Regions from separate parts of the Canis lupus genome. Here region 2 is linked to region 1. Evidence: chromatin contacts called from public Hi-C data. All regions are on one chromosome and are shown on one strand. Each heading gives the region's core, a stretch centred on a gene start, on an enhancer-like site or on the middle of the called end of the contact. The rest is flanking DNA. Distances are from core to core; before and after follow the strand shown.

Region 1 (6,471 bases), core at 1,167-3,666:
GGGCAGGATTTGCATATATAATAATCATTTTCAAGACACAATCTGCATCTCAAACAAACAAAAGTTCAATTCTCATTTCTTCCACACATTTGTGCTATAAATTAAGTCAAAATTTACGAACACCGTTGGGCCCTCAAATCCCAATGGGCAAGGAGAAAAAAAAATTATAGCCAGAATGTGGAAGTGGGATATACTGGATGGATGGGGTTTGGGAAGAAGCCAAAACAAAAAAGACGTACAAACCCAATGGGCATCTTTCCAGTCTAGGCACAAAAATGTTTCAGTCTCAAAATATCTCTCTTGTAGAATTCCAGGGCTTCAGAGAAAAAAGTAAACTAAAACGAGGTAGCCAGACATATATATATGTATATATATATATAATTTATATATATATAATATATAGACTATATTCAGCAGAAAAAAAAGGAACGTGATTTCAAATTTCTTCAAAAAAATAAAAACTTGAAAAAGAAAGACAATTAAAAGGAAATGCACGTGAGTAGCAGAGTACTGTAGGAGAAGTGATGAGAAGAGCCTGGGATTAGTTACAAAGTGGAAGGAAGAAGGGTGAAAAGGCCGTGGTAGTTGGGTTTGCTCTTTATACATTTCAAAATAAAAACCAGATCACAGTATTCAAATGAAAGCTTAAGTGAAGGCAGACATTTTCCTCAACTCCCCAGGGTTTTAAGGACTAGTCACTCCCCGCCCCCTCCCCCCATTTCCAAATGCAAAGCAGTGAGGATACAGTAGCTCAAACAGTCCTCCATCCCCCTGCAGAGAGGAATTGGGTGGGTAAGTAGCTGAATCCATCTCCGCCCTCAGGAAGAGAGGGAGGGGAGTAAGGTCGGGGTAGCAGAGGAACCCCAGATGCCAGGGGAATGGGCGTGTAGTGGGGCCCGAGGTGCCAGAAGAGGGAGAAAAGAGAGCCCGAGGCTTCGTGTCACTGCCCCCATCTCATCCACTACAATGATCTGTGTTGTGTGTAAGTGTGCATGTCGAGCGAGGGGGATGGGGCGTGGTGGTGACCGGAGGATGAACGGGGCGGGACAAGGGGAGCAGGTGCTGCTGCCCTCACCTGACCTTCTCACTGTCCGTCATCTGCCAGAGTCCCAGGTTGAGTACCTTCAGGCAGGGCAGCTGCGTGATGCGCTCCAGACCGCGCTTGGTGATGCGGGTGCAGCCATACAGGTCTATGCCGGTGAGTTGGCTCAGGTGCTCAGCGATCAGCTCCAGGCCCTTGTCTGTGATACGCACGCACTGTCCGATGTTGAGCGTGCGCAGCCCATGCATCTGCCGCACCATGCGGTTGATGCCATCGTCGCTGATGTGGCAGGAGCAGAGGGACAGGGACTTGAGGCCGTCCAGGCCCTGGGCGATGTAAGCCAGGCTCTGGTCCCCCACTTTGTCACAGAAGGACACATCCAGCCCGGAGAGGCGCAGGCTGCCCATGGCCAGATGCATGATGCCCGTGTCACTGATGTTATCGCAGGAGCGCAGGTTGAGGCTGCGCAGGCTGCCCATGTGCGACAGGTGCAGGAGACCCGCGTCTGAGATGCCCCCGCAGAAGCTGAGGTTTAGGAGCCTCAGGCCCGTCAGCCCCCGCGAGATGTGCTTTAGGGAAAGGTCCGTGAGCTTCTGGCAGTCCTGCAGCGTGAGCTGCTCCAGGCCCAGGCAGCCCTCGGCCGCGCTGCGCGTCATGCCGGCCAGGTGCCCGATGCCCACGTCCGACAGGTGGCGGCAGCTGCGGAGGTTGAGGCTCTTGAGGCGCTGCAGGCCCCAGGCGATGAGCAGGAGGCCGGTGTTGGTGATGTTGCTGCAGCCCCCCAGCTCCAGCACCTCCAGGCCCTTGAGATACTGGGCGATGCGGCCCAGGCTGCTGTCGGTGATCTGCTTGCAGAGGCTCAGGTTGAGGGCGCGCAAGGAGCCGATCTCCTGCACAAACGCGTGGCCCAGCCCGTTGTCGGTGAGGTTGTAGCAGCCGCTGAGGTTGAGGCTCTCGATGTTGGCCATGCCCTGGATCACGTAGCTGAGGCTGCGGCGGAGGCTCAGGATCTGCACGCGGCGGATGCCCCGGGCCTGCAGGCTGGGGAACAGCGACGGGTTGGCCCGGCGCAGGTGCAGCTTGGCCTCCACCCCCCGCCACACCGACTTGTGGTAGGCGGCGTCCCGCCAGGCCGTGCACACCTGCGCCGCGCGCCCCTTATCCCGGACGTCCAGGTAGCCGAAGATCATGGCCAGCAGCTCGGGGAACAAGCACGAGATGTGGGTCTCCATCTTCCTCCTCCCCCCTCCGCGGCGCCGGGGGGAGGAGGCGCGGGCCCCGCCGCTCCTGCCCGAGAGGCGACCAGAGCGGTCCTCCCGGCCGCCGCCGCTGCCGCCGCCGCCGCCGCCGCCTCGGGCCCAACGGCCGGCCCCTCCCCGCCTTCCGGCTCCGGCCGCCGCCGCCGCCGCCGCCGCTCCTCCTCCGGGTCCGTCCGCGCTTCCTTCCTTCCTGCCGGCGTCGCCTCCCTTCCCTTCCCTCCCCCCGCCCCGGGCTCCGCTCGGTCCTCACATCCCGGGCGGGGAAGGCGCCCTCTCACTCACTCCCGAGCCCGGCCGGGCCGCCGCCGCCGCCGCCGCCGCCGCCAACACCGCCGCCGCCGCCAACACCGCCGCCTGGGGTCTAAGCGCGCCGCGCTCGGGCCGCGCCGCTCCGCCCGCTCCGCCCGCTCCGCCCGCCGCGCTCCCGCCGCCGCTCCCACGCCCCCTGCCGCATCCTCTGCCTCCCTCCGCTGCCGCCGCGGCTCCGGGGGGCTCCGGGGGGCTCCGGGGGCTGCGGGCTCGGGCTCCGGGCGCCGAGCAGGCTTCCTGCTGCCTTTGTCTCTCGCCCGCTTTTCAAAGCTCCCAGCCCGGGCCGCCCGCACTCCGCCGCCCAGGCGGGGGGACCCGGAGGCCAATCCGGGCCACCGGGCGCACGCTCCCCGCACCCCCCCGCCGTCCGCGGACGGGTGGGGGCCGCCGGCCCGGGCCCGGGGCTCCAGGGGCTCGCGGGGCACGCGGCGGCGGGAGCGCGGCTCGGCGCCGGGCCGGGCGGGCGGGCGGGCGCACGTGCGGGCGGGTCGGGCCGGACCCCGCGCCCCGGGCCCTCCGCGCCGCCCCTCCCGCCGCGCTCCCCCGCGCGCGCCCGCGCAATGGTACGAGCCTGCGCTGCCGGAACTGGCGGAGCCGTTGCCCTGGAAACCGAGTTCCTCCCGGTCGGAGCGCCCGGGCGGTTAACCCTGTGGGCGCCGCGGGGCAGCGGCTGTCAGCGGGCTTCCGCGCCCTCCGCCGCCGCCCCCAGCCCGCGGGGAGCCGGGCCCTCTCCGGGCCGCGCCCCGGCCCAGCCCTCTCGTCTTCGCCGCTGACGGCCGCGCAGCCCTCCCGGAGCCTTCCCCCACCCTCCTCCTCTATCAGCCCTGCCAGACCCTGCTCCCGGCCCGAGGCTCCTAAGCGTCCCTCGCGCTCGCCCCTTAGCACGTCTCCGCACACCCTCGGTGCTCCCCAGCGGGGCTGCCTCCTTCCTCACCGGTCTTGTGCCTCCAATCACGGAGAAACTCGGCCTTATTCATCACTGACCCTCCCTAGCCCGCATTCTAGCATGACCCATCACTGCTGCCTTCCAGCATCTTCTGCTTGTTTCCAGGCTCCGCGGGGGTACTTTGTGCATCGAAACTTCACTGCACTTCCGCACTTTGTTGGGAACTGTCGGGAGCGCCACGGCTGCCCCCGCGGCCCTCAGCCTGCTCTGCACTGAGAAGAGAGCAGCCCTCCCTCAGCCTGGCGTGAGGAGTTTTCTTCCTCACCAGCCTCTTGGACTAAATATAAATCGTATGCACAGTTCTACTGATCAACTGTATAGATACTCAAATTTTTTTTGATTTATTCATGAGAGACATAGGCAGATGGAGAAACAGGCTTTCCCGGGGAGCCCAGTGGGGTACTCCATCCCAGGACCCTGGGATCACGACCTGAGCCCAAGGCAGGGGCTCAACTACTGAGCCACCCAGGTGCCCCAAAGATACTTTTTAAATAAAATACCATGACTGCTGGACTTGGTTTAAGGCGCTGCAAGCAAACATCTGTGGGTTTATTAACCGTGTTTTATGGAACCAGGGCACTGCTCTCTTTTAGAATGTGGTTCTTCAGTGCCTGCACAGATAGGAGTTAAGCATTTCCCTTTAACTATCCCCAAACCAAGAATCTTTGGGTCAGAGAAAATGACCCTCTGTATTTTTTTTTTTAAGATTTTATTTATTCATGAGAGGCAGAGAGAGGAGCAGGCTCCACGCAGGGAGCCTGACGTGGGACTTGATCCCAGGACTCCGGGATCAGGCCTTGAGCCAAAGGCAGACATGCTCAACCACTGAGCCACCCAGGTGGCCTAACCTTCTGTGTTTTTTTTTTTTTAAAGATTTTATTTATTTATTCATGAGTATACACAGAGAGGAGAGAGAGAGAGAGAGGCAGAGACACAGGCAGAGGGAGAAGCAGGCTTCACGCCGGGAGCCTGATGTGGGACTCGATCCCGGGTCTCCAGGATCACACCCCGGGCTGCAGGCGGCGCTAAACCGCTGAGCCACCGGGGCTGCCCCCTTCTGTGTTTTTAATGAACTCATGGGTTCATATAACTTGATATAGGACAACCTGATGCATTTATCAGAAAAGGAAAATGGTCTCATTGACTCGTTGAGGACCTAAGCAAGATTTTGAATGGGTTCCATATTCAGTATGTGAGATGAACTTTTGGCCACTTCTCTTTGCCCAAGAGACCAATACTAGACTAATACTACAGATTCACTAACAGGCCTAATGTATTTCAGACCCCATCCACCTACCTCTCCTGTTCCTAAATCAGGAAATACAGAAGCAAAAATTTTTACAGGTTTGCTACCCCACCATATTACACATGATATGAGGCCCATAGATTTTTATAACCTTTCTGAAATAATAGACTGTACTGTTAGTCACCTAGATGATCCAGATGTGCTGTGGCAATAAGATGTCCCAATTCCTGGCCATACCTGAGCTAATACTCTTCTCCTAACGTGTATCTGGCCTTATATTTATCTCAGTCGCTTCTGCCTAAACTTTTACCTTAAACTCTACATGAAAGTCACTTTTTTTGGTTGTTGATTTGTGGATGTGGATGTGTTTGTATTGATGTCAAAGTATGAATCCCAAACACCTTAATCCTGCTGAACACAAAACAAAGTGCTAGACCACACATGGGGCAGAGGGGAGTGTATTTGTAGACTTGGGAGCATGACCTCAAGAAAAAACTTAATGGTTTTCTTCCACTAGACAGGCCGTTGTTCTCAGCTCAAGTCTGAAGAGACATTCAGAGATGCCCAGAAACACCTTCTCTAGAAGTTGACCACTTGATCCTAGTTTTATCAAAACTTTTTCTTGGGTTGAACTCTAGAATTTTATTAATACAGAGCCTTTTGTTTAAGACATTCAAACATGGGCAGCCCGGGTGGCTCAGCGGTTTAGCGCCTTCCGCCCAGGGTGTGATCCTGGAGACCTGGGATCGAGTCCCATGTCGGGCTCCCTGCATGGAGCCTGCTTCTCCCTCTGCCTGTGTCTCAGCCTCTCTCTCTCTCTCTCTCTCTCTCTCTCTCATGAATAAATAAATAAAATCTTAAAAAAAAAAAGACATTCAAACATATTTCAAGGATTTCCACGTTTCCACGTTCAATATAAATAGGAAAATAAACATCAAGAGGCATCTCATAAAATGAACATTAGTGAGAAAAAGAAGTGTGGCATCAAAGGAGCCCTGTGCTGTCTGGAGACATGGTGACTTTGTATGGCCTTGAGAAAATGTGTCCCCTTGCTGGCTCTCATGTGACATCATGTGACACTAGGGCGATTTGACTGGATAATTTTCAGGGGTCTTTATATGATTAGTAACACTCTAGAAGACCATGAGCTTAGATGGGTCCTGCTGTCTTCTCAACCTTGGAATTTATGGATTTTTCCTAAGGCCGGCCAGAGATTAAGAGTATTTTCACATGCAGTGGCTTCTTGGGGGTTTTCGTTTAGGTTCAGATCTGGGACACAAAGATAGATGGAGGGTATTACGGAGCAGAGACATTAATTATCTGAAAAAAAATGTGTACCAATGTAGAAAATCCTGAGGATAGCTGTTCATTTCCCACCCTATCCCACCCCACCACTTCCCTGGACTTTATTAAAGAAAAACAATTATGGTAAATCCCTAGAATGTAGTTGATTTTCTGGGATTCTTCCCTCAAAAATGTGACATTTGATTTCTGAACACATGCCAGATCATGCTTGGTTCCCAATTGTACTAAATAGGTACGAAGCTGAAATCCTAAAATATTCCCCAGTCTGTGATCTGTCTTTGGGTCTGCAGTTATTGCCTGAACAGCTACTACGGCTTCGTGAATTTTTGTCTGTAGTTCTCTGAGCTCTTCTATGTGCAGGAAT
Region 2 (6,471 bases), core at 1,266-3,765, 620 kb before region 1:
GCGCTGGGATCATGACCTGAGCCAAAGGCAGACACTTAACCAACTGAGCCACCTAGGCTCTCCCAGCTTATTTAAGTATATAAAAAAGTATATACTGAAGTATAGTTGACAACCAATGTTACATTAGTTGCAAATTATGGAATGCTTCATTAATTTGAGTGTCATCCTTGCACAGGAGCTATACTAATCTTCTAACATTTCAATTTTAGTTTTTTTTTTTTTTAAGATTTTTAGTTACTTATTCATGAGAGACACACACAGAGGCAGAGACACAGGCAGAAGGAGAAGCAGGCTCCATGCAGGGAGCACGATGCGGGACTGGATGCCGGGTCTCCAGGATCACACCCTGGGCTGAAGGCAGACGCTTAACCGCTGAGCCACCCAGGCGTCCTACATTTCAATTTTAGTATATGTGCTGCCGAAGGGAGCACTCAGCTGGCTTTAATTAAAAAAATACTAAACGTAAGTTTTTTTTTTTTTTTTTTTTTTTTTTTTTATGATAGTCACACACAGAGAGAGAGAGGCAGAGACATAGGCAGAGGGAGAAGCAGGCTCCATGCACCGGGAGCCCGACGTGGGATTCGATCCCGGGTCTCCAGGATCGCGCCCTGGGCCAAAGGCAGGCGCCAAACCGCTGCGCCACCCAGGGATCCCTAAACGTAAGTTTAAAAAAAAAAAAATCTGGGGCAGAGTCGGGAATAAGAAAAAACAACCAATGGGAGGGAAAAAAAGAACCCCACAAAAAACAAACCCCCTCCCAAAACATAAGAAAACAAGCTGCCAAAATTCTGAGTCTGTGATATTGCTAGCACCCTGTTGTATGTATAACTTAGTGCTTAGCATACTAACCCACACATTTTAGTGATATGTTGGATCTCAGACGTCTAGTTCACATCCCATTTTACAGTTAAGAAAAGTAGAACCCAGAAATAAAGTGATTTTCCCTGGATCATACAAGTAGAAAGTGGCATAATGGAAACTAGGATGGGCCTCCCACTTTTCTTTTACCTCACCACCCTGCTGGGGAGTAACAGGATGAGTAAATCAGCAGTTAGATGAGAAAGATCTTGAAAAATAGTGGAAGAAGGATGGCTTTATTCTGGGGGGGGGGGGGGAAGGCCAGATGTCTAAAAAACTGAAGTATTTTAGGATGCTTATTTGGCAGCTATACAACCTTCTCTGGCAGCAAGCACAGTCTTAACAAATGGTAGGCATATGTTGAATGTACTGAAGGGGGCGACTCTACAGCGGGACGGGGAACTGCAATAATCCAAGTGCGTGGTGATCTGGGAGGGAAGAGAGTCTGGGCGGGATGAAACAGTAGAATTTGGTGAATGAATGAATGTTAACATTGAAGAGGGACGGGAAAATGTTAGTGGAATTATGGAGTGCAAATTGGTTAACTGTGGTGGAGAATAAGTAGGGGTAAAATGACGAGTCTACTCCTTGTAAGGCCATTTTAAATTATTCGACGCAACGGAAAACGCTGGGGCCAATGTAATTCACAGCACTCCTACCTTCTTGGTTAAGGGATAGTTTACCTACATTCTTAAATAATAGGTGCAGTTGCCCTCTTTGCGTGACTCCGATGGAAGAAAATCGACTGCAATTCAGGACAAGAAAATTGGGTTTCCTGAAATGAAGTACCATTTGCCCAGCGGACTCGCCTAGATGCTCCGAGGGCCGACGAAGACAACGTAGCACCGCAAGGGGCACAGGGCACAGCTGAACGTGCACCTTAAATCCCGCCGGCGCTCTTCCGCCCCGCGGAGCTCCCACAGAAAAACCAAGCACCCCGTTGTAGGTCTTCTGCGACGCCTGTTTTTCCCTGAGGTCTCGTGGGCAGCCCCGCGGCCACATTCGCAGAAGCAAAGGGTGGAGGAAAATACAATTTCCCCGGACAAAGGGCTGCCACTGCAGCCGTGGGAGCGCAGCCCGGAACGCACGACGACCTCAGACCCACTCCGCGGCGGCGGCGGTCCCGGGGCTGGCGGACGGCCCCCCGGAGCAGGGGGTGGGGCGACCCTGGGCTTCGGGAAAGCTACGACTCCGCTCCTCGGGCCCTGCCAGCCCGCTTCCTACGGCAAGCCCAAGGAGACAAACGCCGCCTGGCCGCGTTCCCACCTACCGCCGCTTCCCGGAGCCGAGTCCGGCTCTCCCTTCCCGTGGCCGCAGGGGCCGCGCGTGGGGGTGTGGACGCCCCGCGCCCGTTGCTGTGCTCGAGCGCGCGATCGCCGCCGGAGTCTTGAGTCACCCCACTCGTCACCCTGACCCACCTCCGTCTGGAAGGCACCGGAGGCGGGCGGGCTGCCACGCGCACTCCCAGGAGGGTGCGGGCAGCCTAGGTGGCTGGGACAGGAGGGGGCGGAGCTCGCGAGGTCTCGCGGCCGGGCCGGGCCGGGGCGGGGCGGGGCTAGGTGTCTCGCGCAGGGGGCGGGGCGCGGTGACGTCGGCGGGCGCTGGGGCCGTGCTGTGGCTGTGGCGGCGGCGACGGCGGCGGCGGTAGTGGCGGCGGCGGCGGAGGCGGCGGCGGCGGCGGCGCCCGGGCGGCAGCAGCGGCAACAGCAGCAGCAGCAGCCCGCCTGAGGAGGGTGAGACGGCCGCCGTGTAGGCAGCTCGGAAGTCGGGCGGGACTGAGAGCTTCCCGCCTGCCGCTGGCGCTGAGGCTTTTTTGCCTTTTCTTAGCCTGCTGCTTCCTCACGGCCCTGGCTAGGGCTGGGCAGCGCGCCCCCGGGGAGGGGCGGAGCCGTAGGTGAGGCTTCAGGACCCCCTCCCCCCTCTCCCCGCCGGGGGGATGGGACCGTCCGGGGAGGGGCGGACCCCACCCCAGCCCACCCCAGCCCCCCGCGGGCTCCACCCCGCCAGCTCCGGGGCTGGGCGGGAGCTGAGGCGGCGGACGCGGGGAGCCGGAGGTGGGAGACGCGAGGAGGGGTTCCCGGTGCTTGGAGAGCGAGGCTTTCTGAGGCGTGGTGGTGCGGGCGAGGTGGTGGCGAGGTGGAGAACGGGGAGCCCTGAGGAGGTTGGGGTGCGGTCGGGGTGGATCTGTGTGTCCAGGCGACTGTTGTCAAATGTTGAAAGAGAGGAGGATTTTTTTTCTGTGAAATGGTAAGATAGGAGATGAAGGACTATTTCAAAAGGGAGAGGAGCTGTGGATGCTGCCTTTGAGGCAGTTGGAGAAGCTGTTGCACTGGGTCTCACATTTCTGCTTTGGTGTTTGATGAGTATTATTTCCCTCCTGGCGGGATGGGTCGAGAGGGAAGAGAAGCCCTCTGCTTTTGGCGCAGGTGGGTAAATTGTGAGGGTGGCTGGGTTTAAAGTTTTACTCCCTTCAAGAAGAGCGAGATCTTGGGCTAAGACAACTTCATTCTGGCAACAACATAAGGGTGTAGGTCCCATTACACCTAGTTCCTTAAAGGTGTTATCTTCCAGTCTTTTTTCTGTGCCTGAAAGATCTCTCTGTACCATCTCACTTACAAGCTTTATCCTGTCCCCTTAAGGGAAGGCCTGAAAATCAGGTGGTTGCTTTGGAAGACACATTTCTGACTAATAGTTGCAGGTGGCTGTGGTTCACTGCTTTGGATGGATAATTTGAACAGTTCTGTTGGAGCTAATTATATGAAAAATGTTTTAAAGCACAGTTGTCTTTTACAGCTCGTTTTTCAACAGACCTTAACATTTAGACTCTTTGTGTTCAACACAATTATTGGAGATTATTTTTATTTCTCAATTGCTAATGTTATTAGACCCTTTAAAAAATGAAGTGGAATTAATTTTTTTCGGTAGGTCCTTCGATTTCTGAGATACGTTCCTGGAGTCAAGTGCTTTTAAAATGCTCTTTAATAACATTTTGGGGGCATGTAACTCACTTCATAGGGGCGGCAGAGTAAACGGTGTTCAGTGTTCAAAACATCAGCGTTTCACAACTTTGCACATTAAATCAGAATCTTTTCTTGATTCCTGCTCCCTATTAGATCACAGTATTCACTGACCTTACCTATCAGTTAGTGTCATTTAAGCTGTTTCTTGCTCAGAAGACAGGTCCTGTGATGGACATGTATTATGTAATGGATGGAAGTAGGCATGACTCTCAATAATTCATTTGTGGAGGAAGAGAAACCGTCATGAAATGGAATTTAAGCAGTGACTTTCCCAAGGCTTACTCATTTTTTTTGGGAACGTAGCCAGAGAAATGCTTTCCTGTAACCCAAGAGAGAAATACACAGATATGAGTGTCAGTAGTTGCAGATCATTGCCTTTTTTAACATGCCTAATTAATGAGCAGACTGTTATCTTTTAAAAGATACTTCTGTTTGGAGAGACTTTTAGGCAACAGATGATACAATAGTTACTAAGTGAGAAAGGGTGTGTCCACAATTTGTAATTCTAAAAGATTAAATGTATTCAGATCAAATTAGAAGTTTTGATTTTGGATTACTTAGAAGGAAAAATTAAAATTCACATATCTAGTTTTGGTTTTTAAATTATACTTTGATTTAATTGGGTACTCATGAAGACAAATGTGAACTAAAATATCAAGTGAAACTTTGTATATTGCTAAAATTACATTTGAATGGCTGACAGTGGGATGTGATTTTGTGGGAATGAAATCATGGGATTTGGGAGAAAGGTTAAGGTAGGAGTGGTCTGTTTCTCTTTAGAATTTCTTATGCCTGAAAAAATTACTACATTTTATTTTTCAAGAATGTTGCTTGCTAGTCATTACTGTGATGTTCTTGTGGAATTTACTGAGACCCCCCCCCCGCCCTCATTTCTAGTTAGATAAGTATGTCTGTTAATTCAACTATAGTCCTCGAAGCAAGATAAAAGTGATAGTTCTTATAGTTCTATAGCTCTTTTTCTGCTCTAAGTTTATGCTTTTAGGAGTAGTAGAAGAAAAAAAAAAAAAAGAGCTGTTAAATGTGTATTTTACACATAACCATACCAAAACATCAATGGAGGAAGACCAGGGAATGAAGTATTTTGGTTAACCAAATAATCAGTACATACATTCATTATCAAGTTTGACAAAATGGAATGAAGTAAACAGCATTCAGGTTATATAGAATATAGTTTATTTCTGTAGCTCTTCAACATCTGAGCCTTGGGGCACTGATTCAATCAATGGTTATTTATTGAGTATGGTTCTGGGTGCTTTTTTAGCTTATTGGGGTAGTGAACAAAACTGACAAAGATCCCTGCCTTCATGGAACTTACTTTCTGGATACCTTTTGGGGAGATGAAGAGAAACCTGGCAAAGGAGATTGATAAAAGGTTATTGGGTTAGGAAAACCAGGAGAGTGTGATGTACTAGAAGTGAAGAAAAGGAAGTTTTCAGGGAGGAGGGAATGATTAAGCGTGTGTCATTGTTTAAAGAGGTGTCAGAGTGTTGGGTAAGGGAGAATTTATATGATTATAATGTCTAATACCAGAAAATGAGTAAATGCTTCTTAGTGTGAGATGAAATAGATGTAAGAATATGTCAGTTTTTTACTTCCCTAGATTGATTTATTTTATTTTTTTAAAAGATTTTATTTATTTATTTATTTATTATTTATTTATTTATTTATTTATTCATGACACACACACACACACACACACACACACACAGAGGCAGGCAGAGACACAGGCAGAGGGAGAAACAGGCTCCATGTAGGGAGCCCAACGTGGGACTTGATCCCGGGTCTGCAGGATCACACCCTGGGCTGAAGGTGGCGCTAAACTGCTGAGCCACCCAGGCTGCCCTCCCTGGACTGATTTTTTAGAAACATATAGTTCAGTTTTTATTCTTCTCAGAACAAAATAGACAGTCAATGAAAGTATACTTAGACTAAGGACAGATACGACATTTTTGTTATTTAAAAATATATTAATAACCGTTATACTCATTTAAGAAATAGGTAAGACATTGGGGGATCCCTGGGTGGCTCAGTGGTTTGGCGCCTGCCTTTGGCCCTGGGGCACGATCCTGAGGTCCCGGGATTGGGTCCCACATCGGGCTCCCGGCATGGGGCCTGCTTCTCCCTCTGCCAGTGTCTCAGCGTCTCTCTTTCTTTCTATGTCTATCATGAATAAATAAATAAATAAATCTTTACAAAAAAAAAAAAAAATAGGTAAGACATGTACCAAGTCAGAAGGTATGCAAGAGTACATGTGGAAAAGTAAGTCTCCTGTCCCATCATGTTATTCCTGAAGGCAGTCACTGTTTCCAAGTTGTTGTTTTTCCTAACCAGTGAAATTTTGTGCAATAATATGGTTTAGCTATTTTAAAATTGCATAAATATAACATTTTCTTTTCTAGGTCTTTTTTTTTTTTCAGGTTTAGTATTTTCATAATTTAAGCCTAGCTACCTGTAGTCCTTTTTAAAAAAATTTATAAGAGCTTTATTGAGAAATAATTCATACACCACACAGTTCACTCATGTAAAGTGTATAATTCAATTTTTTTTGGTGTGTATAACTATCACCACAATC

The links. A called contact is a pair of places that touch in the nucleus more often than the background predicts.
Region 2: a contact with region 1 is called in a Hi-C map of blood, with 4 times the contacts expected there. The contact joins the promoter of ERC1 here to the promoter of FBXL14 in region 1. A contact is called at or near these places in 2 of 9 Hi-C or Micro-C datasets (amygdala and blood).

Annotation. Positions count from the first base shown.
Region 1 is chr27:2,413,480-2,419,950 of UU_Cfam_GSD_1.0, reverse strand. FBXL14 (F-box/LRR-repeat protein 14) reads right to left here and starts at 2,416. Exons shown (of 3, transcript XM_038576336.1): 1 at 1,123-2,416. The coding sequence starts at 2,274. The region is part of intron 1 of WNT5B (protein Wnt-5b); the gene reads left to right.
Region 2 is chr27:3,034,383-3,040,853 of UU_Cfam_GSD_1.0, reverse strand. It overlaps ERC1 (ELKS/Rab6-interacting/CAST family member 1), which reads left to right and starts at 2,515. Exons shown (of 19, transcript XM_038576364.1): 1 at 2,515-2,752. The region is part of intron 2 of RAD52 (DNA repair protein RAD52 homolog); the gene reads right to left. It also overlaps the pseudogene LOC119866488.